Regions from separate parts of the Mus musculus genome. Here all the other regions are linked to region 1. The links are chromatin contacts, called in public Hi-C and promoter capture Hi-C maps. All regions are on one chromosome and are shown on one strand. Each heading gives the region's core, a stretch centred on a gene start, on an enhancer-like site or on the middle of the called end of the contact. The rest is flanking DNA. Distances are from core to core; before and after follow the strand shown.

The links. Promoter capture Hi-C pulls out the DNA fragments that hold promoters and counts their contacts. A called contact is a pair of places that touch in the nucleus more often than the background predicts. Capture Hi-C pulls out chosen DNA fragments and counts their contacts.
Region 2: a promoter capture Hi-C map of hippocampal neurons shows a contact between it and region 1, with 3 times the contacts expected there. The contact joins the promoter of Ffar2 here to the promoter of Zfp780b in region 1. A contact is called at or near these places in 3 of 39 promoter capture datasets (cranial neural crest, frontonasal cranial neural crest and hippocampal neurons).
Region 3: a promoter capture Hi-C map of liver shows a contact between it and region 1, with 2.5 times the contacts expected there. The contact joins the promoter of Tmem145 here to the promoter of Zfp780b in region 1. A contact is called at or near these places in 2 of 39 promoter capture datasets (frontonasal cranial neural crest and liver).
Region 4: a promoter capture Hi-C map of liver shows a contact between it and region 1, with 4 times the contacts expected there. The contact joins the promoter of 4732471J01Rik here to the promoter of Zfp780b in region 1. A contact is called at or near these places in 2 of 39 promoter capture datasets (liver and pre-B cells).
Region 5: a Hi-C map of B cells shows a contact between it and region 1, with 6 read pairs. The contact joins the promoter of Alkbh6 here to the promoter of Zfp780b in region 1. A contact is called at or near these places in 2 of 39 promoter capture datasets (cranial neural crest and hippocampal neurons) and 2 of 484 Hi-C or Micro-C datasets (B cells and CD4 T cells).
Region 6: a promoter capture Hi-C map of adipose tissue shows a contact between it and region 1. The contact joins the promoter of Thap8 here to the promoter of Zfp780b in region 1. A contact is called at or near these places in 1 of 39 promoter capture datasets (cranial neural crest) and 1 of 9 other capture datasets (adipose tissue).
Region 7: a Hi-C map of B cells shows a contact between it and region 1, with 6 read pairs. The contact joins the promoter of B9d2 here to the promoter of Zfp780b in region 1. A contact is called at or near these places in 1 of 39 promoter capture datasets (cranial neural crest) and 1 of 484 Hi-C or Micro-C datasets (B cells).

The regions. Positions count from the first base shown.
Region 1 is chr7:27,977,499-27,981,190 of GRCm38.p6, forward strand. Zfp780b (zinc finger protein 780B) reads right to left here and starts at 1,659. Exons shown (of 6, transcript NM_001081021.1): 1 at 1,592-1,659.
Region 2 is chr7:30,819,556-30,823,247 of GRCm38.p6, forward strand. Ffar2 (free fatty acid receptor 2) reads right to left here and starts at 1,637. Exons shown (of 3, transcript NM_001168510.1): 1 at 1,552-1,637; 2 at 1,122-1,183; 3 at 1-559. The coding sequence starts at 558. Gm32236 (a long non-coding RNA gene) reads left to right here and starts at 866. Exons shown (of 3, transcript XR_881940.2): 1 at 866-994.
Region 3 is chr7:25,304,129-25,307,820 of GRCm38.p6, forward strand. It overlaps Tmem145 (transmembrane protein 145), which reads left to right and starts at 1,980. Exons shown (of 15, transcript NM_183311.2): 1 at 1,980-2,155; 2 at 2,961-3,035; 3 at 3,150-3,227; 4 at 3,320-3,406; 5 at 3,489-3,590. The coding sequence starts at 2,036. It overlaps Prr19 (proline rich 19), which reads left to right. Exons shown (of 3, transcript NM_001081294.1): 3 at 1-5.
Region 4 is chr7:25,392,712-25,396,403 of GRCm38.p6, forward strand. It overlaps 4732471J01Rik (RIKEN cDNA 4732471J01 gene), which reads left to right and starts at 2,002. Exons shown (of 7, transcript NR_015569.3): 1 at 2,002-3,242; 2 at 3,617-3,678. It also overlaps a transcript of Lipe not described here.
Region 5 is chr7:30,307,119-30,310,810 of GRCm38.p6, forward strand. It overlaps Alkbh6 (alkB homolog 6), which reads left to right and starts at 1,635. Exons shown (of 7, transcript NM_198027.3): 1 at 1,635-1,716; 2 at 2,363-2,441; 3 at 2,868-2,936. The coding sequence starts at 2,388. Clip3 (CAP-GLY domain containing linker protein 3) reads left to right here. Exons shown (of 14, transcript NM_001360763.1): 14 at 1-1,249.
Region 6 is chr7:30,278,092-30,281,783 of GRCm38.p6, forward strand. Thap8 (THAP domain containing 8) reads left to right here and starts at 2,003. Exons shown (of 3, transcript NR_144498.1): 1 at 2,003-2,389; 2 at 2,517-2,608. Wdr62 (WD repeat domain 62) reads right to left here and starts at 2,319. Exons shown (of 33, transcript NM_146186.4): 1 at 2,065-2,319. The coding sequence starts at 2,241.
Region 7 is chr7:25,679,096-25,682,787 of GRCm38.p6, forward strand. It overlaps B9d2 (B9 protein domain 2), which reads left to right and starts at 1,685. Exons shown (of 4, transcript NM_001362154.1): 1 at 1,685-1,883; 2 at 2,288-2,379. The coding sequence starts at 2,292. It also overlaps a transcript of Tmem91 not described here.

The DNA of each region.
Region 1 (3,692 bases), core at 409-2,908:
TACCACAGATCCACACCCACTATCAGCCATGGCATTGCTCATCTGGACCTGGCCAACATTACCCATTACACACACACACACACACACACACACACACACACACACACACACAGAGTCAGAAAATCACTAGCTCTCAAAGATGCCAAATTCAGTGCTATCACTTTTCCACTCCCAAAGTTCTCAAGAGTGAACAGAAATCGTCTACCACCTACATTTTCCCCTGTACAGAACACCTATTAAACACATCCCATCTAACCTTAAGTGAATGAGACTCAAACTACCATATTTATTTATTAGGTTCTGTGCAATTACTGCGGGATGACCCTAATCTATATCTCTAAATGACAGTCTGGCGACTGGCTCGACTGCACTTCCCAAATCCTTGCTGTTTCAAACTTCCAGGGCTACTTCTGCTCCAGCCGTCTGGTGTCCCCGGGAGGCATATCACTCTGTCAGGAACGGTTGGTCCAGCTCTTGGAGACCTCCTGTTCTCTAGTCTTTTCCTCCCCTGTGCTCTGCCTCTGTTCTCTCTCCTCCCCTGGTGGTGCCTACTTGAGACCCACAGCTCAGTTACTCAAACTCTACCTCTCTCTATTCCTCTCAGGAACTGGCTGTGGCTAGTTTTATTTAAACTCAGGTTTTAAGCTGGGGAGCAAAGTTCACATAGCATCACTTGGAGTATGTGAGGATCTGCTCATGGCGAAGGGTGGGGGGGGGGGGACACCAGATCTTGGGAGCCAGTATTTAGCATTAAATACAAGCAGCACCAGCACCCCTGAAGTCCCCCTGCTTTGAAAGGAAGGTCTATAAAGATCAAAGTCCATCTGCTATGTGATGCCATGGATAGGAATTGGTTTGAGTTTGAGATTCCTAAGGTTAACCTCTGGAGATTCTTATCTATAAAGTCTAGGGGAAAGGTCTGATTATTGAGAGATATCAAGGATCACTGAAACAATAGTGAGAATACTAATTGGGAGGAGAACGAACAATGTAAGAGCCACAAAGTTGGAGCTATCAGTTTGTCTGTTACTCCTTCATTTACTGACAATTCTATAGTCTAAACCTAAAGCCTCGTTTCTCACACGGAGAGAAAGCACAAACTTCGCCCTTGAGTCTTAGCTGAGTAGCAATAAAGATCTCATGCTTCTCTAGCCCTCCTTTGGAATAATGGCCGAAATGGGGAGCCTGTGGGGAGCCCAAGGAAGCCTGAGATCCCAAACTAGATCTGAGAGCATCCTCAATGAGCACTTTCCCTCCCTTCCCGCAACACTCGCATTGCTACAGCTCAGGGAAACCTAGGGATCTTATCCCCCTAGGGGCCCCTCGGAGGCACTTCCGGCCTCAGCTACTCATGTACCTCAAAGGAAGCTTCCCTTCAGACTCTGCACCTGATCTTTCCTTGCTTCAGCCCCTGTGCCTGCAAGAGAAAGCAGGAGCAGAAAGCTACAAGCATAGTGACACAGGAGATGCAGAGTGCTCAAGGTGCGTATACATACAGAGAAACAGACACACACATCACCGCCCCTACACACTCACACAAATATCAACATCCATCCCACACCCACACCCAGCATGCTGGCTCCGATCTTACTCTGTGAGGACGTAGGCCATAGAGCGATTTCTTCCACCTACGAGAAAAACCTGACTTTTCAAGGGAGCGATACACGACACCGGAATTCGATCCGTTACTTCCGGTGCGGTGGACCCTGGGAAATGTAGTCCTTGCGGCGGAACTCCGGGAAGCCCAGAGCTCAGAGGTTCAGGGCGATCCGAGCTTGCTACTGGGACCAGCCCACCTGGGAGCTGCGCCTGGTGGTGTCAGGGGTTTTTCCAAAAAGGCACAGCCTTTAAAAGCTCCCGTGTGGTGCTCAAAAGGTACTTCCGCTTCTGCGCGCCACTGATTTTTCTCTTCCCTGGAGCGGACTGACAAGCAGAACAGGAAGTAAGATCAGAATGGGATATAAGTGACTTGAGTCCCACTGAGTGGGATTCCACCTCGCTGTGACCTGGTAGGGACTATGGTAAATTTGGAAAGACTAAACTAAAGAATTGTTGGTGTTAAACGTGGATAGTTTACATCAGCGATTTCAGACAGCCAGGTGTTCTGGACCCTCCCTGAGTTCAGGGTCCCTGTTACCTAGATAGAAAACGGTGAGTGAGGAACACATCAGAAAGTTTCAACTGAGTCGTGTCCGTTAGACAGTAATTTACCTCACGTTGAAGGATGAAAACAAGGAGGATTTGAAAACAAGTCAGACTCAACCGAGTATCAACTACAGAAAATATGTTAAAGTTCAGTACTCTAGAAGATTACGAGTGACCGTAATGAAGACTCAGGTTGATTTGATAATCGAGACAGACTGGGGACACAACATTGCCAGTGTAAATAAAGAGGCCAAGTCATCAAGTATAATAAACATGGCTGCGCGTGGTAAGACATGCCTTTTATCCCAGCAAAGGGGAGGCACAGCTCACTGCATGTGTGTGAGACTGAAGCCAGCTACAAGTATAGAGTGAAACCCTCCCTAAAAACTAAAATAAACTAAAAGTACTAATAGCGCAGCTTCAGGCACGAAGCAGGGGGAAAGCCTGGTAAGTAATAAGGTAGTAATAAGAATGACAGCCAGAAAATGGCCTAGTTGGCCGTCATTGGGAAGAGAGACCCCTTGGTCTTGCAAAGTTTATATGCCCCAGTACAGGGGAACGCCAGGGCCAAGAAGTGGGAGTGAGTGGGTAGGGGAGCAGGGCAGGGGGGAGGGTATAGGGAACTTTCAGGATAGCATTTGAAATGTAAATAAAGAAAATATCTAATAAATAAGAAAAGAAGCAGGGGGTGGGGGTGGGGGGAGATCAAATTGTGAGGGCTGGAGGGATGGCTCAGTGGTTAACAGCACTGACTGCTCTTCTGAAGGTCCTGAGTTCAAATCCCAGCAACCACATTGTAGCTCACAACCATCCCTAATGAGATCTGACGCCCTCTTATGGTGTGTCTGAAGACATCTACAGTGTAGTTACATACAATAATAATAAATCTTTAAAAAAAAAAAAAAAAGAAAGAAAGAAAGAAAAGAAAAAAAAAGAATGACATCCAAATCCACCATCACCTCAATAATTTTCAACCTCAATAATGAATAGAACAGACAGAAAAGCAATAGGGCATAATTGAATTAGAAAACATATCAAAATGGAGACAGTTAAAATGTAATGAAATCCAGACGCTTTGAAATTACTGCTTTCATTTACACACATGTAGCAGAAATGGTCCCTAGTCTCCTTCGAAGACCATACTTGTGTACAAGGCCCATTTTTTACTCTACACACAAAAAAAATGATTTCTGTGAGCACATCTGTTGGTTAAGTTTCTCTTCAAGTATAGACTGATGTCTTTTTGTTATTCATTCTTGGAGGCAATGTTGTTTCAAAACAACTTCTTTGACCTCCATTTTACATTTACAAACCCTTGCCTTTCTTTTTTGTTTGTTTTTGTTGTTGTTTGTTTGTTGTTTTTTGTTTTTCAAGACAGGGTTTCTCTGTATAGCCCTGGCTGTCCTAGAACTCACTTTGTAGACCAGGCTGGCCTCCAACTCAGAAAGCTGCCTGCCTCTGCCTCCCGAGTGCTGGGATTAAAGGCATGCGCCACCACGCCCGGCTAACCCTTGCCTTTCTTGACCTCCCTAAATTAACCTATGTTC
Region 2 (3,692 bases), core at 387-2,886, 2.8 Mb after region 1:
GACCAGGCACAGCTCCAGTCGTACGGGCAGTACCACATCCAGCTGCTCTTGGGTGAAGTTCTCGTAGCAGGTTATTTGGTTCTCAGTGCCCACCTGCTCAGTTGAGTTCAGGTACTGAACGATGATGACGATGGTGCAGTGGCCAAAGGACATGATCCAGGCCACCAGAGCAGCGATCACTCCATACAGTGGCCGGCGGGATAACTTGTACTGCACCGGGAAGGCCACTCCCAGGTAGCGTTCCATGCTGATGCCCGCCAGCAGCCACGTGCTGCAGTAGATGCTGCTGTAGAAGCCGAAGCCTGTCAGCGCGCACACGATCTTTGGTAGGTACCAGCGGAAGTTGGATGCTGCTTCCACGATCCGGAAGGGCAGCAGCAGCAACAGGAGCAAGTCCGCCAGGGTCAGATTAAGCAGGAGGATGTGCACAGGGGCAGGCTGAGGCTGGCGAACCCGGCCCATGAAGGCCCGCAGGGCCAGCAGGTTGGCAGGGAGCCCAGTAAGAAAGATGAGGATGTAGGCCGTGAGGATCAAGGAACTGTGCCAGTCTGGGGTCATTCTGGAAGATGGGGGGAAAGGTGTAGGGTCAAGAGCTCCCCACCTGCAGTGCACACAGCCTGCAGACCCTCTTTCCGGAGAGTTCTGACTGCTCACATCCTCTCTGGTTCTCTCCTGTCCTCAGTCCAAAGCTGTCTGCTCTTCACCACCGCTTGCTCAAGCCACCTGCCAGAACTGCCCAGAGCAATTATTGACTTAGCCTTGGGCGGGATATTAAGCTGCAGTTATTACGTTTGCCATCCTGTGTCTCTGGGGGAGACCAAGTTGACTTCCCACGGGAATTTCCCCTCTGCTTTCTAGGGCCCCTTTCCTCTGTAGCCTCACAGGTAATAGGAAGTAGCTGTGATCGGTTCCCTTTCTTGCTGCTGACTGTGGCTGGGGGCTAAAGCCTGGTGGGAGAGAGGGGAAGGCAGCCATAGAAGCTGGGAAAGATCAGGTAGGTGTGTGTCTCGGGAGAAAAAGGAAACTTCCAGAAGGCAAACCAACCCTGCTAACCCTCGCTCTCCTCAGCTTCAGGTGCCCACCCCCTGCCACCTCCCCAGCCTCCCAACCTGTCAGCTTACCTCCTTGGGCAAGTTCAGGGGTTTCTTCTACCTGGTTCTCCTCTGGTCCAGTGCTGTGGAACCTACCAAAACCGGGGAGCTAGGGTAGCCAGTTCCTTGCTCTATGGCTTGTCCCCCCCAACCTCCAAATTTTAGATACACAGCCCAGAGAGCACAGGTGGCTGGCTTAAGCTTGGTGCTTTGACTGTATCCAGGACTCCTCCTCTACAGGAGGTGACTTTGTTTCCACTTGGTTAGTAACTCTTGCTACAAACGAATAGTCACTCTCTCCCGGTCCTTTTCATTTCAAGGTCTATGGTTCCTTACACCCACCTCCACCCTCAGCCTCCGGGTCTGTGTTCTGACAGACATCCTGCAGCCTCCTCCTCACCCCACAGCTGCTCCTCAGATCCTCTCCCCTGCGTGCACACACCACACTGGCTTGCCTTGCCTGGTTTCAGAGAGAATGTTTCTTGGGGGTTCCTGGTGCAAGAGGAGTTTTAGCAATTATTGCAGCCAATTTCATACAGAAAAAGGAGGGGGAGCCAAAAATCATAAGGAACTTGGTTGGTGGGAAGATCTTATACTAGCATGGGTCACATGACCAGAGAGAAAGAGGCAGGTCAGTAACTGAGCAGTATTTCCTCTCAAACCCAAAGGGGGGGTGGGGGTGGGGGGCGGGGGGGTGCTGCGGCTCTGTCCTCTCCCTGGAGATCTGTTCTATTCCGATTTTGACAGATTTTTCTGACCCTACTTCCTGTCTCCCTGCCCCCAAACCCTGAGACACTGCCCCCCTCCTATCCTCCCACCTGCCTCTCCACCCGCTCCCACCCTCACCCCCTACCCCTGTCAGCTCCTTTTCTGTCTTCTGATTGGCTTCTTCAGAGCAATGTCTAGAAGGTCAATGTCATTCTCAGAACGAGGCTTCCCGTTTCCTGTGATTCCTCCCTTGTCTAACTTCTTTGTGGTCTCCTGGTGTCCACCCCAAGTTTCCTTCGGCCTTGTTGAGACAGACTGGCTTTCCCTAGCTTGTGTCTTGTTTTTTGGTGCACAGTTGGCCTGCTGCGGGCTGCCATCCAAGTCTCTGCACTGGGAACTTTGGGTCAGATCAGATTTTATGAACTTTCCTTTCCTTCTGCAAGCGAGCATGGGAATCCTAACTGCACTGCACATCCAGGGCCATCCAGTGAGGCTGGAGGCATGAGGCATCAGGGTCAGGGCCCCTGGTGCTTCCCTCAAGCCTCTGACACCTTCCTAGAAGGTGAAAGTTAGGAGTGGGGCCATACATAGGCCTGAATCCTAACTACTCTACAGGCTAAGGCCAGCTAGGCTACAGATGACAGGCAGGGAGGTTCACTCTCTGTAAGGGGTCCCCTGTGGCTGCTCTCAGAAGAGCTGCACGCTCTGCATCCTCCCCTTCCTCCTCCTCTTCTCTCCCACCCCTTGGTTTCTCTATGTCCTCTCCTCTGACCTGTTTAGTTACCTACGAGTTAGCCAGTCTTCCCAAGGCCTCCACAGGGCTGGAGAGATGTCTCAGTGGTTAGGAGCATTGGTTGCTCTTGCAGAGGACCTGAGTTCAGTTCCCAGCATCCACACGGCATGGCGGCTCACAATGTCTAGTTTCAGGAAATTGGACGGTCTCTTCTGACCTCCATTTACACTGATCATACATGCTGTATGCAGACAAAACACTTATATATATTAAAGAAAAATCCCCCAAAACATATACGTGAGAAAACAAGGGCAAGAACATGTTGCCTTCTCCACTCCTTCCCCATTCTTCCTTTCTCCCTCTGTCCCTCCCTTTTGTCTTTCTTTTTCTAGTATTAGAGATGGGTTCTAGAGTCATTTGAATTCTAGCCATGCCCCAGCCCCCTCACGGGGGAATTCTAGGCAGGGGCTCTACCACTGAGCCACGCCCCCAGCCCCTCACTGTCCTCAGACCAGAGTGGGTTGTTTAAAACTTCCAAAGGCCTTCCCCTAGTAACCTACTTATACTAGCCAGGCCCAACCTTCTAAAATCTCCATAGCTTTCAAAATAGTCCTCAGGCAGCTGGGGACCCAGCAGTAGAAACAGGAGCCTGCAGGAGACATTTCAGATTCACACCATACATAGCACAGGAGAATTAAGGAGGAAACCTGCTGTTCCTTGCTAGTGTGGTTTTGTGTTCATGATTTTTTAAATAAATATTCATGAAAACTCAGATTTAACCTCAAAGTAGAAGCTTATTGGAAAGCCAGGCTGGAGAAACAGAACAATCCCTTGTTTTCTGCCTGTCCCCTTATGCTTCCCTCTGTGACAACACTGTGTCACCTATAGCAAGACATCACTTTTCAGGCTCATGGGATTTACAGAGGAAGCCCTCAGCACAAAAGCCAGAGCCAACAGCCGCATGGACCTCGGGTTCTATGGCCCTGGGAGTCCTTCCTGGCATGAGATTTAAATCAAGGCCTAAAACAGCTGTCAGCGTTGCCTCTGAGACACACAATTAGACCCATCATCATGTTAGGCGGCACCCTAGCTGCTGTAATTGGGCAGAATTGAGACATGACACTATTTCATAATATAGGAATCCAATCATCCACAACAGT
Region 3 (3,692 bases), core at 730-3,229, 2.7 Mb before region 1:
TTGTACTCTTGATTTTCAGTGAGTGGCTGTCTCAGGAGAGTAGCTTTCTTTCTTTTGTTTTTGTTGTTTATTTGTTTGAGACAGGGTTTCTCAGTGTAATCTTGGCTGTCCTAGAACTTGCTCTATATACCAGGCTGAGCTTGAACTCAAGAGATCCACCTGCCTCTGCCTCCCGAGTGGGAGGGCTTTCTTTAGCTCTAAACTCCAAGGCCAAGATAGATATATCACCTGTTTCCTTGTTGGAGCCCCAGGAGCCAACAGGAGAGGGTACATGTCTCTCAGTGTTTGTTTGGGGTTGTGGAGACAGGAGGATTCAGAGTTTATAGTTATCCTCTGAGCCAGCCGGAACTATGAGCCCAATAAAACCCAACAAAACAAAGTGTAACAACTCTCTACTCCCCCAACCCCCATAGAGTAAAATTTTTCATCATCCCTCTTGGTAACAACTGGTCACATGGTAAAAAGTTTACACTCAGAGTTTTCCATGCATTTATTTTTTTCTTCTCAGTTTGTATGTTTTAATTTGTTTAGAATTTTTCTTCCGTTTTTTTAATTTTCTTTCTTTCTTTCTTTCTTTTTTTTTTTTTTTTTTTTTTTTTTTGAGACAGTCTCCCTATGGTATAGACCAGACTGGCTTGGAATTTGGAGCAATCCACCAGTCTGTTTCCCAAGTACTGGGGTTAATTGCATGTACCATGTCTTACTCCAGGAATTTCATTTATTTGCTATTTTGGGAATGTGATTCAGGACCTTACACATAAGCTAGGCAAACATATTACCACTGAGCTACATCTCCAGCCAGAAAGCTTTTTGTTCATACTTTCCTTTTCCTTCTCTTTTCTTTTTTCTTTTTCTTTCTTTTTTCTTTCTTTCTTTCTTTCTTTCTTTCTTTCTTTCTTTCTTTCTTTCTTTCTTTCTTTTTTTTTTTTAAGACAGAGTTTCTCTGTGCAGCCCTGGCTGTCCTGGAACTCACTCTGTAGACCAGGCTGGCCTCAAACTCAGAAATCCGCCTGCCTCTGCCTCACATGTGCTGGGATTAAAGGCGTGCGCCACCACTGCCTGGCTTTTTTTTTTTTCCCCCATTTTTAAAACAGATTCTCACTTATGTGGTCCTGACTGTTCTGGAATTTAATGCAGAGACCAGTCTGGCCTTGAATTCACAAAGAATTGCCTGTCCCCCTACCCCGCAGATGTGTCTAGCCAGAAAGCTTTTGAAATGGCATTTTGAGCAGCAGTGAATGAATTTTCTGCAGTGGAGGGTGAAGGATAAAGCTAGGAATATTTGTTGGAGTCTGATGCTGGAAGACCTTCCCAGGACTCTCAGTTGCCCTATGGGAAATGACAGAATTAATAGCAGCATGGGTGGGGGTGGGGGGCATCAAACTACACTAAGGGATAAGAGGCCCAGTGATTTGTCCTAGGTCTTCTGGTAGGGACATGACAAAGCCAGCCCTGGCAGCTAGAGCACTGGCTCCTCCATATCTCACCTTTGTCTCAAGCAGCTGGGGTTCACACCCTAGGGGTGGGGCAGGCAGTCAGGAGTGATTGTTTTGTTAGAAGGTTTTACTGTGTGTGTGTATGTGTGTGTCCCAGAACAATGTCTCATCTTCTGTGTGTCTATGGGCACAAGGTTTGCCAAATCTAGAGAATGGGTAATAATAGAATAATTTGGGGTCAAAACTGGGGATCAGTGGTCAGGACAGAGCTCGGTTTTCTCGGTTAAATCCTGGAGTCTGCAGTCCAAAGAAGACCCTTGCTTGCGGGAATGTGAGTTCAGTTTAGGACACACGCATCCTGAGGTTTCTTTGAGACGCCTGTAGAAGAGGATCACAGCTGGGGTGAGGTGACAAGAGAATGTTCTCTCTCAGGTGGGAAGAGTAGGAGACAGTTTAGTCCATCCCGGAGGAGGGGGCGGAGACCGCTGCGTCCAGCGGCCCCTTTAATCGGGGGCGCGCGCTGGCCAGCCCGCGCGCTCTCGCCTCCGTCACCGGGCCGGAGCGGGAGCCGGAGCCGAGCCGAGGCCAGAGCGGGAGGAATGGAGCCCTCCCGCGCGCCCGTGCTGCGCCGCCTGCTGCCGCCGCTACTGCTCTTGCTGCTGCCACTGTACCCCCGCACCCGGGCCAAGTACGTGCGGGGCAACCTCAGCTCCAAAGAGGTGAGCACACCGAGCCATCTCCTAGCGTTCCCTGGCCCGCGGGACCCAAGAGGGGATGATGCCGCCCCGCCCCCTGCGCCCCTCCCGGGCCGGGGCGTGAGGAATGGGGGCCCGGACCAGGGAGAAGGCTGTGGGTTGGGGGTTGCATGGTGGCTGTCGAGGCCAGCCTGGGTGGGGAGGGTCGGTAGGCAGAGTCAGAGTTACGGGGAACAGAGCTGCACCATGGTGGTGCTGAAGGGACAGCACCCCTCACTCCACCAAGTGGAGGTTGCCTGGCCTGCTCAGGACCAGCAAGGAAGGTTTGGGAGATTGCCCAGGATGTCATGATGGCATGGTTTGTGGGACCACCTTGGGGCTGCTCTCTCTCTCTCTCTCTCTCTCTCTCTCTCTCTCTCTCTCTCTCTCTCTCTCTCTCTCTCTCTCTCTCTCTCTCTCTCTCTCAGCATGTGTGTGCATGTGTGTGTGTAACTGGGGGAATGCAGCTGAGAAAGAGTCCAGGACAGATGGTGGTGGGGATGTGCACCTGGCCATCCCTGGTCTTTTTCAGTGTGTCTGGAAGATGGGGAGGAGGAGGACGGGGGTGGGGGGGAAAGAAACTTGAGGGACATCTGAGGGAGAAAACCAGGGCAGCAGAAAATCGGACACACAGCAAAAGGATCTGGAAAGAATTCTGGAGGTGACTTAGCTGCTTTGTGGTGTTTGGGAAGCTAAGTGGCTTTGGGTAGAGAAGAAAAGTTGAGGGTCTGTGGGTAGGGTCAAGCTGAGTTCTTGAAGGACTCAGATCTCACTGGATTCTTTTTGCCAGGATTGGGTGTTCCTGACAAGATTTTGTTTCCTTTCGGATTATGGACGACTGGACTTCCGATTCCGATACCCCGAGGTGAGTCTCCCTAGCCACTCTCCTTAGCTGAGGCTGGACACTCCCTTGGCCCTCCTTGGCAAAAGCTCTCCAACTGCTATAAACACCCCAACCGCCAAATCTCTGGGTCTTCAGGCTAAGTGCTGTCAGAACATCCTCCTCTACTTTGACGACCCATCCCAGTGGCCAGCGGTGTACAAGGCAAGGGACAAGGTGAGAGCTGTGAAGAGTGGGTATGTGAGGGGTGTCCAGGGACAGAAGGCCACAGCCATTCAGAGGGTGACCATGCCTCTGCCTTGCCCTAGGACTGTTTGGCCAAGGAGTCGGTGATCAGGCCAGAGAACAACCAGGTCATCAATCTCACCACTCAGTACGCCTGGTCGGGCTGTCAGGTGCGAGGCAGTGCAGAGGTGCTAAAGGTCTAGGGCCTGGTGGCATTGCAGATGAGACTTCAGCCTTTTGGCTTCTCCCCAGGTGGTGTCAGAGGAGGGAACTCGCTACCTGAGCTGCTCCAGTGGCCGCAGCTTCCGTTCTGTGCGTGAAAGATGGTGGTATATCGCACTCAGCAAGTGTGGGGTAAGGGCCTGGGGCAGCTGCCTGGCCTTTCTCCTCTTTCCCTTCCTGTTGACTTCCTCCTACCTGCCCAGAGCCCCACTTAGGCCTCCCCACTCCCCACAG
Region 4 (3,692 bases), core at 752-3,251, 2.6 Mb before region 1:
TGTGTCACGGTCTCCACGTGTGTTCGTGTGTGCTGAGGATAGGACTCACTGTTGGTTCAGGCAGAGAGCTCAGGGGTTGTCCTGTCCATTTCCCTCACCTATCCCCATCTACTGGACATCCAGAAGCAAGCCACCCACCTCCACTACCTGGTCCTCACTCCGTGAGCCTCCTCTGACTTAAGCCTGTTTCCTGCAGAGCATCCAGAGGATCTTTTGAAAGCATAAGGCTGACCTTGCCCTTCCAGCCCACCAATGCTTCCCTGCCTTCCTCCCAGATAAAGCTTCAGACTTGGGCATGGCCTTTTAAGCTGACCTAGAGCCCACCTTGCCTGCCCCAGCTTCCTGACCCCAGCCTCCGCCCCCAGACCTCTCTCTGCATTGTCAGGCGCTGCTCTTCCAGCGGTGTTCCTGCTGCTCTGCTCTCCCCACCTCCCTTGCTCGGTAGCTGATGCCTGCCCGTCCATGAGTCTGATGTCACCTTGTTGGAAAAGCTACCCACGCTCATTTTCTCAGAATTTTCTTTCTTGAAAGCAGGACACATTTTCTCATGTAGCCCAAGCTGGCTTCAGACTGACTATATAGTCAGAGACTACAAGACTTTAAGCTTCTTTCTGATCCTCTTGCCTCGGCCTCCCTACTTCTGAATTATAAGCAAGTGCTATGATGCCTACTGTGTGTGGTCCTGGAGACAGACCCTTGGGCTTTGTCCATGCTAGTCAGGTACTCCAGTAATAAGCTACATCCCCAGCTCCAGGATTTTTCCTTTTATCATACTGGCTTGTTTACAATGTTTTGTAAATGGGTGAATGAGAGAGGTTGAGACAGAGTTCCACTCTGTAGCCCTGACTGACCTGCAACTCACTATGTAGCCCGGGCTTGCCTTGAACTGACTCAGCTTCCCAAGGACTGGGATCAGAGGTGTGCGGCACATGCCTGGCAACAACAGTCTTATTACCATCTGTGTCCTCAGCTCTACTGAGACTGCCCTGCTAGTTACAGAAAGCCGAAGCCTGGCACCTCTAGGTATTGAATGTCTGTCTCGGGATGAAATCTTTGTGACTAGAGCCTTTTAGATTCAGAATTAAGGTTGAGGCATACAACAGCTGTCAGCTCCACACTCCCTGCTCTGAGAAGGCTGAAGGTATCCATCTCCCTGCCCTCACTGGACAGGTACAGGAAACCCAACCAGCTCAGTGCCTCTGTGTCTCTGTCGTCATTTGGGAAATGGGCTGATCATAATGACAGCTGTCTCATCCAGTTACTTGTGGCAAGATCACAAGGATAAATGACGGCTCCAGCCAGTCAGGATACCCTTGGGGCAGAGGTGGGATCTGATTCACAGGTCTGAGGCCTGGCACTAGGAAGGGCCTCAGGAAATGACAGTCACTTCTCAGAGCTGCGAGCCTTTGTGAGTGTGCTTACCTGAACCCCGTGCAAGGGAGGAGCCTTACTCAAGCAGATTCTTTCTGACTCCTCATGACACTAAGGGCAGCTTGGCTATTAACAGCTCCACGTCACACTTCACACATTCCTTTGCTTATCAATCTAATAAATACTTGAATGTCCATGTGTCTGGCATTCCCTGTAAACAAGGCAGACACAACCCTACTCTTAGGGAGACCAGTGTCTAGTAGAGTCAGACACTCTACTCAGCACACTCAGCCAGACAGTAGACTTACATACACCTCTCCAAAACACACACATTTGAATCTGACAACAGCCCTACAGATGCCTGTTGGGAGCTCAGAAAAAAAATTGAGAAAAGGTCCCTGTTCATTACTTCACATTCATAGCAATTTGGTACAATGGGTCTTTGCGATTGAGGTTCCATATCGCTTCAAAGCATAGTGTTCTGCTATGTGTCTTTGTTGGGGGATAGGAGGCTTCAGGGTCCTGCTTGAGCTCCAACACTTGTCTACCAAAGGAGGATGAGGAATGATGAATTTGGGGGTTTTGGGTCTGGTAAGCCATGCCAGGTTTTTTCTGGTTTTGCCTGCACAGGAACCTGTCCCTGGAGTCTGATAAAGATCCATGGACTGCCGGTGGAGCTGCATAGCGGAGGGCTTGCTTAGTGTTCACCAGGCCCTAGGTTTGGCTGTAAGCAGCGCCACAAGACAGACAAAACTCATAACCAAACCAGGACTTAATGCCTGCTCTGATTGAGCCATGCAAAATCTTTGGTTGTTCTGCCACTGTTTCTCCAGCCTTTTGGATCCAGGGAAGCTAAATGGTAACTCCCTCCTTTCTCTAAGGACAACGTAAAAGTTCTCATGTTTTGCAAGTCGCCCCAGGGTTGCTGGGTTGATGAAGGTCGATTGTCAAAGAGCAGATGGATGGATTCACTGAGAGAGTAAGAAGGGGCTGCAAGGAGCTCTTCCAATTACCGGATGCCCCTTCTGCCTACCTTTTGCATTCTATTTATTTAGAAAAAGCGGTTAAAAACCCTTCTACGTTATTCTTTTAAGAGGGCAGAAGACATGAAAACCGCTTGAACCGAAACAGAAAACACTAAAGGCACAGCTCTTGGCCACACAGAAAAAGGAACCTGAGAGAGAACCTTATTCCGACAGACGAGCATTTCGGACACTTCCCCAAAGACCGCACTGGGACAGACGTAGTCCTTACGTCTCGGTGGGGCATTCTACTCTCACATCACCCCCCCCCCCACGCGCAGGACGGCAGTGGATCAGTCCACGGGTCTCTTCCCCCTCGTGGAAGTGGGTCAGTTCCCCCAGTCCCCAGTCCCCCGCAGGATGTGCGGGATTTCTTTTAAGCTGTTACCGACTCACCTTTGATCTTGCCTTTTCGCCACCGCCTGCGACTGCGGTTCTTCGATCCTTCTTTGCCCTGCTTGGAGGCCTGGGCCCCCACGGGCGCCGATTCCACGGCCGGCTCCATCAATTCTTTCCAGTCCTGGCGCGGGGCCCAATTCCAGCGATCAAGTTCCTCTCTTAGAGTCAATCCTAGTTACACACCACTGCCAGGCCCCCAAACCATCCAATCCTGGGCAGGCTCCTCGCGGAGCTCCGCCTTTAATGGGTGGGGCTGAAGGTCTTGGCCCGCCCATCTGCTCAGATTAAAGGAACCGCGCAGTGCACCGTAACGACAAACAAAAAACCAAAAACCAAAAACCAAAAAAAAACCCGCAGTCCTGGAAGCAGCGAGAAGTGCCCTCACAGCAGGAATAGTGAGGAGTCGCGTTAGAGTCACCCCAACAAAGAATTCTCAGTCATCTTGTGCAGGTGCTGACCCTCGCCATCTCATTCACCTTTCCTTGAACCTGGCCCGCCCACTTGCCCCGGGAGCCGGAAGAACGGGCGGGCGGGCAGGGGGCGGGCAACCCAAGGCGTGGGCGGGGACCGACTTGGGGGCGTAGCCGCGCTTGGTAGCCGTTTGGAGAAGCCCCGCCTTTTCCTCCGCCCCCTCACGTGGTCGTCCCTGTTTTTTTTTTTTTTTTTTTTTTTTTTTTCCCCCCCAGACAGGGTCCTAGGCTGTAGTTGAGGGTGGCCTTGGCCTCTCAGCAAACTACCTTCCAGTCTCACATCCGCGCTCCCTCCTAGTTCTTACTGCTCTGCTTCATGAGGTGTCTCTCCCTCTGCCCTGCCTTATTCCCCAGAATCAAAGGAAAGGGGAAGACAGCAACACCGCCGGCCTCAGGGTTGATCTACAGAAAGGAGCGTAAGTCGAGGGAG
Region 5 (3,692 bases), core at 385-2,884, 2.3 Mb after region 1:
ATTCCCCCCAATAAACATTTTCCACTTCACCCAAGGGATGCTGACCCTCTCCACAACAGGACGTTCTTGAGTTACCAGTGAATTAGAGTCCCATGAATGAAGACCCCCCACCCTGGTTCTCCTTAAGCATAGGTCATACTTCCAGAATAGCCAGCCACATCACTGTCCCCATTTAACATCAGTCTCCTCAAAATGTTGTGACCCCAAGGTCACCAGAAAGCCCTTATATTCTACTCTCCTTATCAGAGATGCCCCCCATTCACTTAAGTCCCTGTTCTCACCCCTGAACAAGACACCCACTTAGTCGGCCCACTCACCCCAATTTACAAACACCAAAACCGTCCTGGAAGCATGAATTACAGGACAGCAAGTCTTCCTGCCCTCTGTACCCTGAGAAACCCCCAGTGCCTTGTATGAAGCCCACCCCACATGGCCCACAGTCCCTGTGCTGGCCAAGGCTCCCAGAAAATTCTCTATTTTTTAAAGTGATAACTTCCCCCCTTTGGGGGGAAATCCCCAAATTTGGAGGCCCCATTCTAGAACTCTGGGGAGTTCAAATTCCAGAGAGAATATATATTATATATGTCCCCAAATTTCCCATCCCTCCAAGCCCCACGATCTCTAGAAGACCCCAAATTTCTAATTCCCAGGACTTCCCTACCCAAGTAACAGAATCTTCAAATCCCCAGGGAATCCCAAACTTAAGACCCCAATCCCAAGCCCTCAGGAAACCCCAACTACAAGGTCCTAAGGACTGGGAGGAAGGACCCTGTTGCCAGGCTCTCAGGGCATCTCAAACCTGACTCCCAGGCACCAGGAGACCCCAAACAGGAAGTCCCATCTTTGGAACAAGGATAGAGGACTCTAATACTCTTAGTCCATGGATCATCTAATCTCTCAACCTCCAAATTCCATGGGCCCCAGCTTCAAGGGAACCCCCAAGTCCCAAATCTCTGATTACTAATATGTGCAGGGCCCCAGGGCTCTAACAGGACCCCAAGTCATGGAGTCCCTACTTCAATCTACCTTCCGGTCACAGGTCCAAGACACTAAATCTGAGTCATTGGCCCCAAAGGACTTCACAGCTCCTGGGCCAGACCAACAGCCTGCGGGAGAACCTGAGGGCCCCATAGGTCCAGAGCAGACCTGGGGCCCTGACCACCAAGGACAGCTCACGACTGCCCCTTCACTGCATGTCCCTAAAATCAGCATGACTCCTGTCCTCTTCAATAAAGACGTTTCTATGGCCTTCTTGTGTCAGGTCACTGGGGGGTTACTGCATTGACCCTGTGCCCTTGCTGGGTAAGAATGGCAGAAGGTTTGTTTGTTTGTTTAATGTCCTGTCCCTGTGTCAGTGACATAGGACTTACAACTTGACCTGCAGAAGGCTAAGCCCTTCACGCTCCTTTCCTGCAGTCGCCCTCGCTGTGGGTCTCAACTGAGTCCACAAGGACACGCAGGTCTGTTAGGTTCTGGAGTACTGATTGGTAGGAACCAGGCGAAGTCCCGCCTGAGTTTAGGACACAACCTATGCCTGAGCGAGGATGGCGGATGCTGAGTGAGAGCGTGGATAGGCTGGAGGGCGGGCCCTTAGGTTCTCTGAGTATGCCCAGTGGTCTAAACCTTCCTGCGTCAGTAATGCTTGGCGGAAGTGGCAGGGGGGGCGTGCGAGGATGCGCGCGTTGAGTCTGGATATCCGAGAAGACGCTGTAGACGGTCAGATTTATTTTGGGGAGAGAGGGGAGTCTTGGGGACGGGGGGAGCGGTAGGAGTGAGTGTCCAAAGGACTGAATGTGGAGGTCTAAGGCGACTCAGGGTGAGAGCTCTAGGGGGCTCAGTGTGGAATCCTGACACTCAGGGTCTGAGAGGTTCTACAGGGGAAGAAACTTTGGCAATCTGGCTCAGATCTGAGGGTGCTGAAGTGGGTTCTGAGTGGGGAGATAAGAGGAAGCTGGGAGTGGACAAGTCTGAGAAAGCTCAGAATGGGAGATGTGAAGGAGCCGAGGTGAGAGGAGGGAGGGTCTTTAGGCTCGGAGGGACCTGTGCTTACGATTGCATTCGAGAGAGGCTTCATGTGTGGGCGCGTTCTCTGTGATGCTTGGGAAGAAGATTCACGTATACTTTGGTGGGCAACGGTGGACAGAGCGATGGAGGATTTTACTGACTGCTGATATCCGGGCTGGGAAATGGGGGTCGCGGGACGGGGAGTGATCTTCGGGTGGCTTTGAGAAACTGAAGACTCCAGCGTTGAAGATTGGAGTTTATAGGAAGTCTGAGGGTAGGGTCTGGCCCCTAATGGGCTGGAAGGAAGGCTGGTCACAGCTTGAAGATAGGAGGCTTAGTGACTTCCTCCTCCCCACAGGACGGCGCACAAGGAGTTGGTATCCATGGAGGAGCAGGACGCCAGGGTCCCAGCACTGGAACCTTTCAGGGTGGAACAGGTTGAAAAGGCTGGGGTGTAGAGGAATGTGGGAACGATGGGTGTGAGGTGGGTGGAGTGACAGACTCATTCCTGGGTCTCTTGGTTGGACTGCCCCAGCTCTCCTCAGAGTATAGCCGGCTGCCCCACTTCCAATATGCAGTTTCATAGGCCATCCCAAGTCTCTCTCCAAAGGGAAAGGTTGCCCAGTCACGATAGGATCCCTGTGTTGGGCAAAGCTGTTCTTAACCTTGCTAGCGCTGGGACCCTTTAATATAGTTCCTCATGTTGTGGTGATTCTCCCCTCCACTATAAAATTATCTTTGTTGCTACTTCATAACTATTTTATGAATCATAATGTAAAGGTCTGTACTTCGTGATGGTCAGCAGGGGGTCGCGACCCACAGGTTGAGAACCACTGTCCCAACGGTAGTTCTTAATTTTATAGGCGCCACCTCTAATCTACTATGTCCCTGACTTCATCTCCAAGGAAGAAGAGGAATATTTGCTTCGACAGGTACCTCTTTCTCTCTCTCGCTCATTTTTAGCGTGTGTGTTTGTGTATGTGTGTTTGTTTCTGTGGTCACATGACATAAACATAAACGTTTATTGGGGGAGGGGTCATCCGTCCTTCTTGGCTGCTGCTTTCCTCATGGCTGCCAGCACGTTGCTCACCTCTTCCTACTTCCCCTTCGCATGGGTGTTCGTGCCCACCCTCTTCTTGATGAACCTGAGTGCCCACTTGTCCTTGGAGACCTTGAGCAGCCCCATGGCACGCTGCTCAGTGGGCACGGAGCTACACACCTCCCGGGTCATGTCTCACGTGACCTTGGTGTACTCGGTGAGGGGCCATGGCACTGGCTGTGCCTCGGCTTGCTGATGTTATTCTGTCACCTTGCAGCCCTTGTTGAGACCCAGGGCCATGGCTGCTGCTCTCCTATGGGGCTGGAACAGGACCCCCTCCCCTGCCTTTCTTGTCTTCTCATAATTCCTTCCCGACACTCAGCCCCTGTATGAGAACCCTGGAACTGGGAAACCCCTGGCAAGGAGAGTACCTTTGCACACTCCCATACTCCTCATTCCTCTTTCTGACATTTCTAGCTCTGTCTGAAAGAGCTTTCTTAGCCAAGTGTAGAGGCGCACACACTTGCAATCCTGGCTACGGAGGCTGAGGCAGGAGGATCCCAATTTGAGGCCTTTTGGTTTTTTAGATTTTTTTTTTTAATTTCATGAGTGTGTGTTTGTTTTGTTGGCAGGTATGTCTGTGCACTAC
Region 6 (3,692 bases), core at 753-3,252, 2.3 Mb after region 1:
ATAGCCAGAAAGGTCAGCCACGGCTGGGCGTGGTAGCCCAGGCCTTTAATACCAGCACTTGAAAGACAGAGACAAGTGGATCTTTGTGTGTTCAAGGCCAGACTGGTCTATGAAGAGTTCCAGACTATAGAGCTACATAATAGACCTGGTGGGCAAGGGTGGCTTGCCTAGAACCCAGAAGTGTGGGGAGAGGGGATACATTATCTGAGGCATCAAAAGCCCACCAGCAGCTGCCATGCATCCATCTTTTATGTGGACATTGTGTGTGCCACGGGCACAGTCACAATCCCATCTCCCTTCAATTCCACAGTATGTGGTCATCTCTATTTTATACTAAGATTTGTGTGTTCAGGCGATGACTAGAGAACCACTCTTAAAAGTGTTGCTGGGGAGTGGGGTTTGGAAAGATGGCTCAGCAGTTAACAAGTGCACTTGCTTGTCCATCTGTAGCTCCACTTCCAGAGGACCCAAGAAGGTCCTCTTTTGGACTCCTGGGGCACCAGGCACCCTCATAGGCAAAACACATACACATAAGAATAAATAAACCTTAAAAGCAAACAGGAAAACAAAAACCTGTTGCTTTGGGGCCAGAGAGGTAGCTCAGTGTCAGAACATGGTCCAAGAATGGACCCCTGTGAGATTTGGGTGCTTGTAAGAAAACTCCAAGAAACCAAGCCAAGAATCTCATGATCTCAGTTTCTTCAAAAACACAGAACTGAATTGTTCCTGGTTTTGTGCCCCTCCAGGTGTAGGAGATAGGAGTGAGTCTATTTCAGATTATTCATTACACTAAGTATTGTTATTTCTTTATATGTCTCGATGGAAAAACATGTTTTTGCCATGTGTGTCACTTGTCCTTGTGACTCCTCTTAACCCTCAGGGTACAAACTGTCTGCTGCTCAGACTAAAGTTGGCTACTACAGGAGACTTTAGCTTGCCTCATTTATGACTCCATTCTCCCAGGTCCCACTGCCTCTAGACTAGTAGCCAATAGCTCCGTAGGTAAAAGCCCTTGGGGCCAAAGCTGACTCTGGGAGAATGAACTCTCAAAAGTTGACCTCAGCCAGTCTGGTCTACACAGCCAGTTCCAGGTCAGCCAAGGCTACACGGAGAAACCCTGACCAAAAAAAAAAAAAAAAAAAGTTTTACTAATAGCATTCCTTCTACCCAAAGTCATTTCTTTCTGTGACTCAAATTTTGTGGAACTGTTTTGTACACCCTGCTCCCCAGGCAGCAGTGCTAAGATTTTTACATTCTCCATAATTTTAAGCCGTAAGTAGATAAAAATCAGTTCTAGTGAAGGAACAGGAAAGAAATCAGGAACAGAAAAAGGAAGGAAGACCAAGAAATGTTACGCAAATAAGCCAGGCAAGTACTCCGGAGGCAGAAAGGTAGATCTCAGAGCTCACAGCCAGCCTGCTGGTCTACAGAATGAATTCAGTCACAAAGAAATCCTGTCTCAAAAGGAAAAAACAAACAACAAAAACAAAAAACAAAAAAACCACAACAATATAACAACAACAACAAAACCCACAACAATATAACAACAACAAAACCAGGGGAATGTTAACCAAATAGGGGCCTGGAAGAGCACACCTTACCCCGAGGCGCTACAGAGGAGGCGTGGCAAGAGCCAACAGGCCAGCCTCTCGCTCAGACTCCGATACAGCACACTGGTGGCTGCAGTGGTCCCCAGCCCTATTCCAATAAAATCAAAGACACACTGGAATGAAAGGGATAAGTGTCTTAGGTCACTCACTGAACAGTAAAGTGATATTAGAGATGATTTGTAAATGCAAAACCATTTCCCGGGAGTTAGAACTAAAATAAAGCAATGTGCCAACTCTAAGTGGAGCCAGAAAGATGGGCAGCACCAAACCCTGAAGCCAGCAGGAACGCAGGGGGAAAGCCTCTGCCAAGGGGGCGGGGCTTCCGGACCAGGCGGGCCTGGGAAGCCGCCTGAGGGAGCAAATAAAGAAGCGATGGGAGGGACCGAGGCCCCGAGGCGGGACCAAGGTGGCAGAGAAGCCCGGAGTTGGGTAAACAGGACGACCAGCCTCTCACCCGGTTCTGCACAGTGTCCTCGGGAGCCGCCGCGAGTCGCGTCCGCCGCCGGAGGCAGAGCGGTGGGGCAGGAGGCGGGGAGGACTGGTTTCTCCGCGCCGGAACTCCCGCCATGACAGAGGACAGCTTTTCTATCGTGTCACTCCGCGTATAACCTCCGGCCGCTAAGGCAGCCATCATGCTGTCGGAGACCAGTGTCCGTTACGCTTCTTAACAGCCGCCTGTAGCCAGCACCCACTCGAATAGCGAATGGCCGCGGGAAAGCCGGCGCCACCGCCCATTGGACGCAGCCGGCACCCCGGCTGGCCAATCACAAAGCTTCCGGGTAGGCTCATTGCCCAATGGGAGATAAGAGGCGGAGCTAAAGGAAGGTGGGGCCAGGGCCTGTCTATTTCACTGCTTACTGAGTCTGGCTGGGTTTCTCTACTAACCTGTGCTTTCTCTGTTCATAGACACACAGCTTTTAACTTTGATGGAGCTCATCCTGTCTTTTGCAACAGTCCCGGGAAGTTATTCAAGCTGTACCAGTCTCATGGATATAGGGGTAGGGTGAAGCCAAAGAGCCGTGGGCTTGGGGTCGGGAACAACACCGCCCTACTCTTGCCTATACAAATAGTGAGGTTTAGGATTGCGAAGATTGTAGCCAGCTGCTCTCCATCCCGTGATTGGGGCGTAGCCGCGGTAGCACGAGGAACATTTTGTACGCATGCGCCCTCAGTTTCCCCTGTCACGTGTTGCAGTGTTGCTCTTCCCTGGGATGACGTGAGGCGGATGGATTGCTCGGGGACCCGGACAGGGTTTGGCCCAGACTCAAGTGTTATTGCTGACTGGGCAGGACTGGCCAGGGTAGGACAGCTACACATAAGTACATTAGGGCTCCAACACTTTGGGGCGCCTGGGCAGGGACAATTGGCCTGGGAGATTCGAACATGGGGCGTGGCCCTGGGAGGGGCGGGGTTGGTCCAGCTTTGAGTCTTGGGAGCTACTGCTATGAAGCTGTAGATAGTTCATTGCTACCTTGGGAGCGGAAGGGGTGAGAGGGATGTGCACACACATCATTCTCCCTGTTCATTTTTTGGCTTATTTTTCTCTTTAAACGGTTTTCTGGGGCATCACAGGTTGAGGTATGCAACGGTGTCCCCACCACTAGAATGTCAGCCCCTCCCTGAAGCCAACAAATTTTATCCCATTTCCTGTTATTCCTAGGTTGCTAGACTAATGCCTAACACATACTATTGTCCATCAAATGTTTGTTGGAAGGGTTTGATTTTTAGCCCAGAAGTCTGTTGGGGTTTGGGAAGCGTCGCACAAACCGCTTAAAAACCGATCTCAGTTAAACAGGACTGGTTTATTGAAACTCCCCCCACCCAAAAAAAACCCCCAAAAAACAAAAACCAGCAACAACAAAAAAACCCAACTGATTGATCACCCAGACTCGGAACTGTAAGCTACAACCCTAAACATTTCCGGGGCCAGTTTATATAGGGGGAAAAGGCATAATGATCTGATAAGTAGGTGCAGGGAGAGCTGCAGCGTGGTTGGCCTTCTCCTAAGTTTTTAGTAGTTAAGACATAACAGTTCAAGGTTGGAGAGATGGCTTAATGGTTAAGAGCACTGACTGCTTTTCC
Region 7 (3,692 bases), core at 435-2,934, 2.3 Mb before region 1:
TGGAGAACACCATGGCAACCACGTGGTTCTAGACTCCCATTTCCAGTGAATACCTGAATAAAGTGTGGGCTCTAGTTACACTGAATGCACTGTGACACTCCAAAGGAGGGAAATTCGGACACACACTTACAATGTGGATGAGCCTGCATGACAGAATTACTGAATTAAATAAGTCAATACAACAAATACTGTATGGCCTGGAGAAATGGCTCAGTTGGCAAGAGCATAGTGTGCTCTCGCATAGGTCTCAAGTTCCATTCTTACCGTGTGTCCTGGGTGGTCACTACTGCCTGCAATGCACTCTCCAGAACGCCAGATACTCTCCTGTAGCCTTGGCAGGCACTGCATGCACCTGGTGCTCAGATATACGTGAAAAACACCAGTGCAAACAACAGATGTTTAAAAAGCAAGCACACAAAAACAGTGGTGTTAGTGTTGGTAACACATATCCTGAAAATTGGAAGGAAAAAAAAGTGGATAGCTTCTAGGGACAACCTTGGAGGTTGGTGAGCTAGCTTCTGGCCTCTACATATGCACCATACAAACAACCACCCATACACCTGAACACACCACACACACACACACACACACACACACACACACACACACACCACACAGACGAGCTATCTTCTGGCCTCTACATATGCACCATACAAACAACCACCCATACACCTGAACACACCACACACACACACACACACACACACACGACTTAAGTTCTTGTTTTAGTTTTAGTTTGTTTGTTTAAGGGGGATTGGCCTGGAACTCACTTAATAGCCCAGGCTGGCTTTAAATTTGCAGCATTCCTCCTGCCTCAGTCTCTCATGAGCCACAATACTCATCATAAAATTTTTAAAATTTGTTTCCGACTTGGGAAAAAAATATATATATATAAAGGAGAGAGGCTTTCTTCCCTGACTTCCTGCCAAAGGGGCTTCTTCCTTCCTTTTGTAGGATTTATTTTTATTATTTGTGTATGCCACCTGTGCGCGGGGCAGGGGTTGAGGGTGGGAAGTGTCCTCTGGGACGCCAGAAGAGGGCAGAGTTGGAGCTGGAGTTACAGAATGCTGGGAACCGAACTCCAGTTCTCTGGAAGTGAGGCAAGCGCTCTTGTTGCACCATCTCTCCAGCCCCGTCTTCCTCATTTATCTTTACTCCAACCTGTTTGTTCAAAACCAGCTGCTAGAATGAACTTTGCAGTGACTCTGAGAAAGAACTTGGACTTCTCAGTCCTTGAGAAATCTGAGGAAGCTCTGAAAACTGAAGAGAAACCCACTTCCCAATTTCTCTAGTGTCAGAATATGGAGGTCCTTTTTTCCCCTCCAGCTACAACATAGAGATGACTACTATGGGAGTCCCTTTAGGTGCCCGTTTAGTGTCGGCTGGCTCCATTCTGGCTGTGATCCTGAACAGGAAAGGTGTTTTGTTTTGAGGAAGCAAAGAGCATCAATAGATTTGCTTATTGCGTGAAGAAGATATGGAGAGGAAACAGTTGGCGTTCTAACTTCCTCAACTGCTGATAGAGATAACCCGCCAGGCCTCCCACTCTGGGGCGTAAGGCGTCGCAGGAGCAAGACCTATGCAATTCTCGCAAAAAAGTCCCGAATGACCGCGTCCATCACGACTACGCCCCGCCCCCCAGAGGGCAGCTATAGCACCAATCATCAGCACGCAGGGCGGGCTCAGGGGAGGAACCTGCTGTTGCCCCAGCAACAGTCGGGGCACCCCAGGAGAGCGAGGCTGCGGATCTATCTACCTCAGATCTCCCTCCGCCTGGAAGGGCCCGGGAGGGGAGCGAGACTAGTCTCGACGGCGCCCGCAAAGAAGCCCGTGAACTACCATCCCCGAGGCAGCTTTCACTTCTAACGGTCAAGTACGCGGAGGTAGGAATGACGCATGCGCTACGCCTACGGGCAAGGGTAAAGCGGCCCTACACCCGAGACGAGACGCATGCGCCTTTTGAAGCTTGGCTGATCTGCCGCGAAGGGGCGGGGCCTTGCACATGTGGGCGGGGCCACAACCCTGGGGCGGGGCTTTCTAAGCGTCTGAGCCTTGGTTTATTTATTGGTGCAGGTTCCCACACCTCTGGGAGACTTCCCCATTTTTCTTGGGCTTTTCTGGGGACGTGGCTTGTATCTGTGATGAAGGCCACATTGTCAGTGGGTTGGTGGAACTAGCTTAGAATCACAGTGCTGTTCTTTATGTGATAGGCTTCAGTTTTCCCAGCTGTCAGATGGAAATAATACAGTTACCTCACAGGGTTGTGATTGAATTTTTCCTTTCCTAGAGCCATGGCTGAAGTGCACGTGATCGGGCAGATCATAGGGGCCACCGGTTTCTCGGAAAGCAGCCTCTTTTGCAAGTGGGGCATCCACACAGGTATCCTCCTCACACCTTGTTCATCTCCCAAACAATACCCAGCTCCCTCCCCTAGCCTAAGTCTCCATGTTCCTTCCTCGATTCTCCAATGAACTCATACTGTTTGCTTCTCTTTATCCTTGTCTTTCATGTTATCTCACCATCGGAAAACATAGCCCCTAAGCATATGGGGCTGTGACATAGAAAACACGCGCGCACACACACACACACACACACACACACACACACACACTTCCTGTCCTCAGGCCAGTAGACAAACTAGGTGTGCTTATGCATATCTGTAATTCCAGCACCTAGGAAGCCTTCTATTACAAGTTTGGGGCCCTGTCTCAAAGAAAAGAGCACAAAATATATACAAGATTATTGTAAGTTCTAGGGAAAAAAAGAAAGTGATGTGCTGGGGGCTGATTTGGGATGTGGAGGTCTGAGATCAGAGAAAGCCTTTCTGTGCAAGTGGCACTTGAATTGGGGGGCAGGAGGAAAACAGCCGGAAATGGGCACCCAGTAGCAGACGTTTCAGGGCAAAAGGAACAGCCGCTGCCAAGGCCTTGAGGCAAGGGAACAGGATGGGACCAGTGAGGCTTGAGGGTGGGGAGCGGCAGTGGCAGATGAGTGACAGGATCCAGGTCACACATGGGCCTTCGTGGCAACAGTGAGGAGTCTGAAAGCTTCGTGTGTGTGTGTGTGTGTGTGTGTGTGTGTGTGTGTGTGTGTGTGTGTGTTGGGAGGGGGCAGTTAGAATCCCAGAGAGCAGATAAGGTGAAGGCATTGCCCAGAGCGTTTAGCAGAGCATCTGGGGTGTAGTGCTCAGTATGTGGGCACTGCTTCTCCTTGCTCCTCACTGGGGTTGTGATGTGCTCGCAGATGGTGCCCAGTCTCTTCTTGGTCTTTGACGGAGGCTTCTGAATGTGGGGTGCATAGAGGAAGGAAAATGCTGGGGATCTCGTCACCCGGGGAGCGTAGGTCATCCTTAGCTACGACAGAGGTTTGAGGCTAGCCTTGGCTATATGAGACCTTGTCTTAAGAAAGGAGGCTCTCTGTTGGTGCTGAGAGTGCAGCTCATCAGCAGAGCATAGAGCGTGTGCCTCTGGATCACATCGCCAGCTGCAGTCATGAGGATTAACAAGTGAATAATATTTTAAAAATTCATAGTTCATCCTTGCTATGTGAGTCCTCTCATAACTTGTGAGATTGTGTTTTTTGTCGCTTGTTTTATAGACAGGGAAACAGAGAGAAGCTACTCTGCCAGGGTTGCATCAACTTGGGCTGGGGAGTGTAGACTGTTGCTAGAGAGCTCTTGCATATGTACTGCT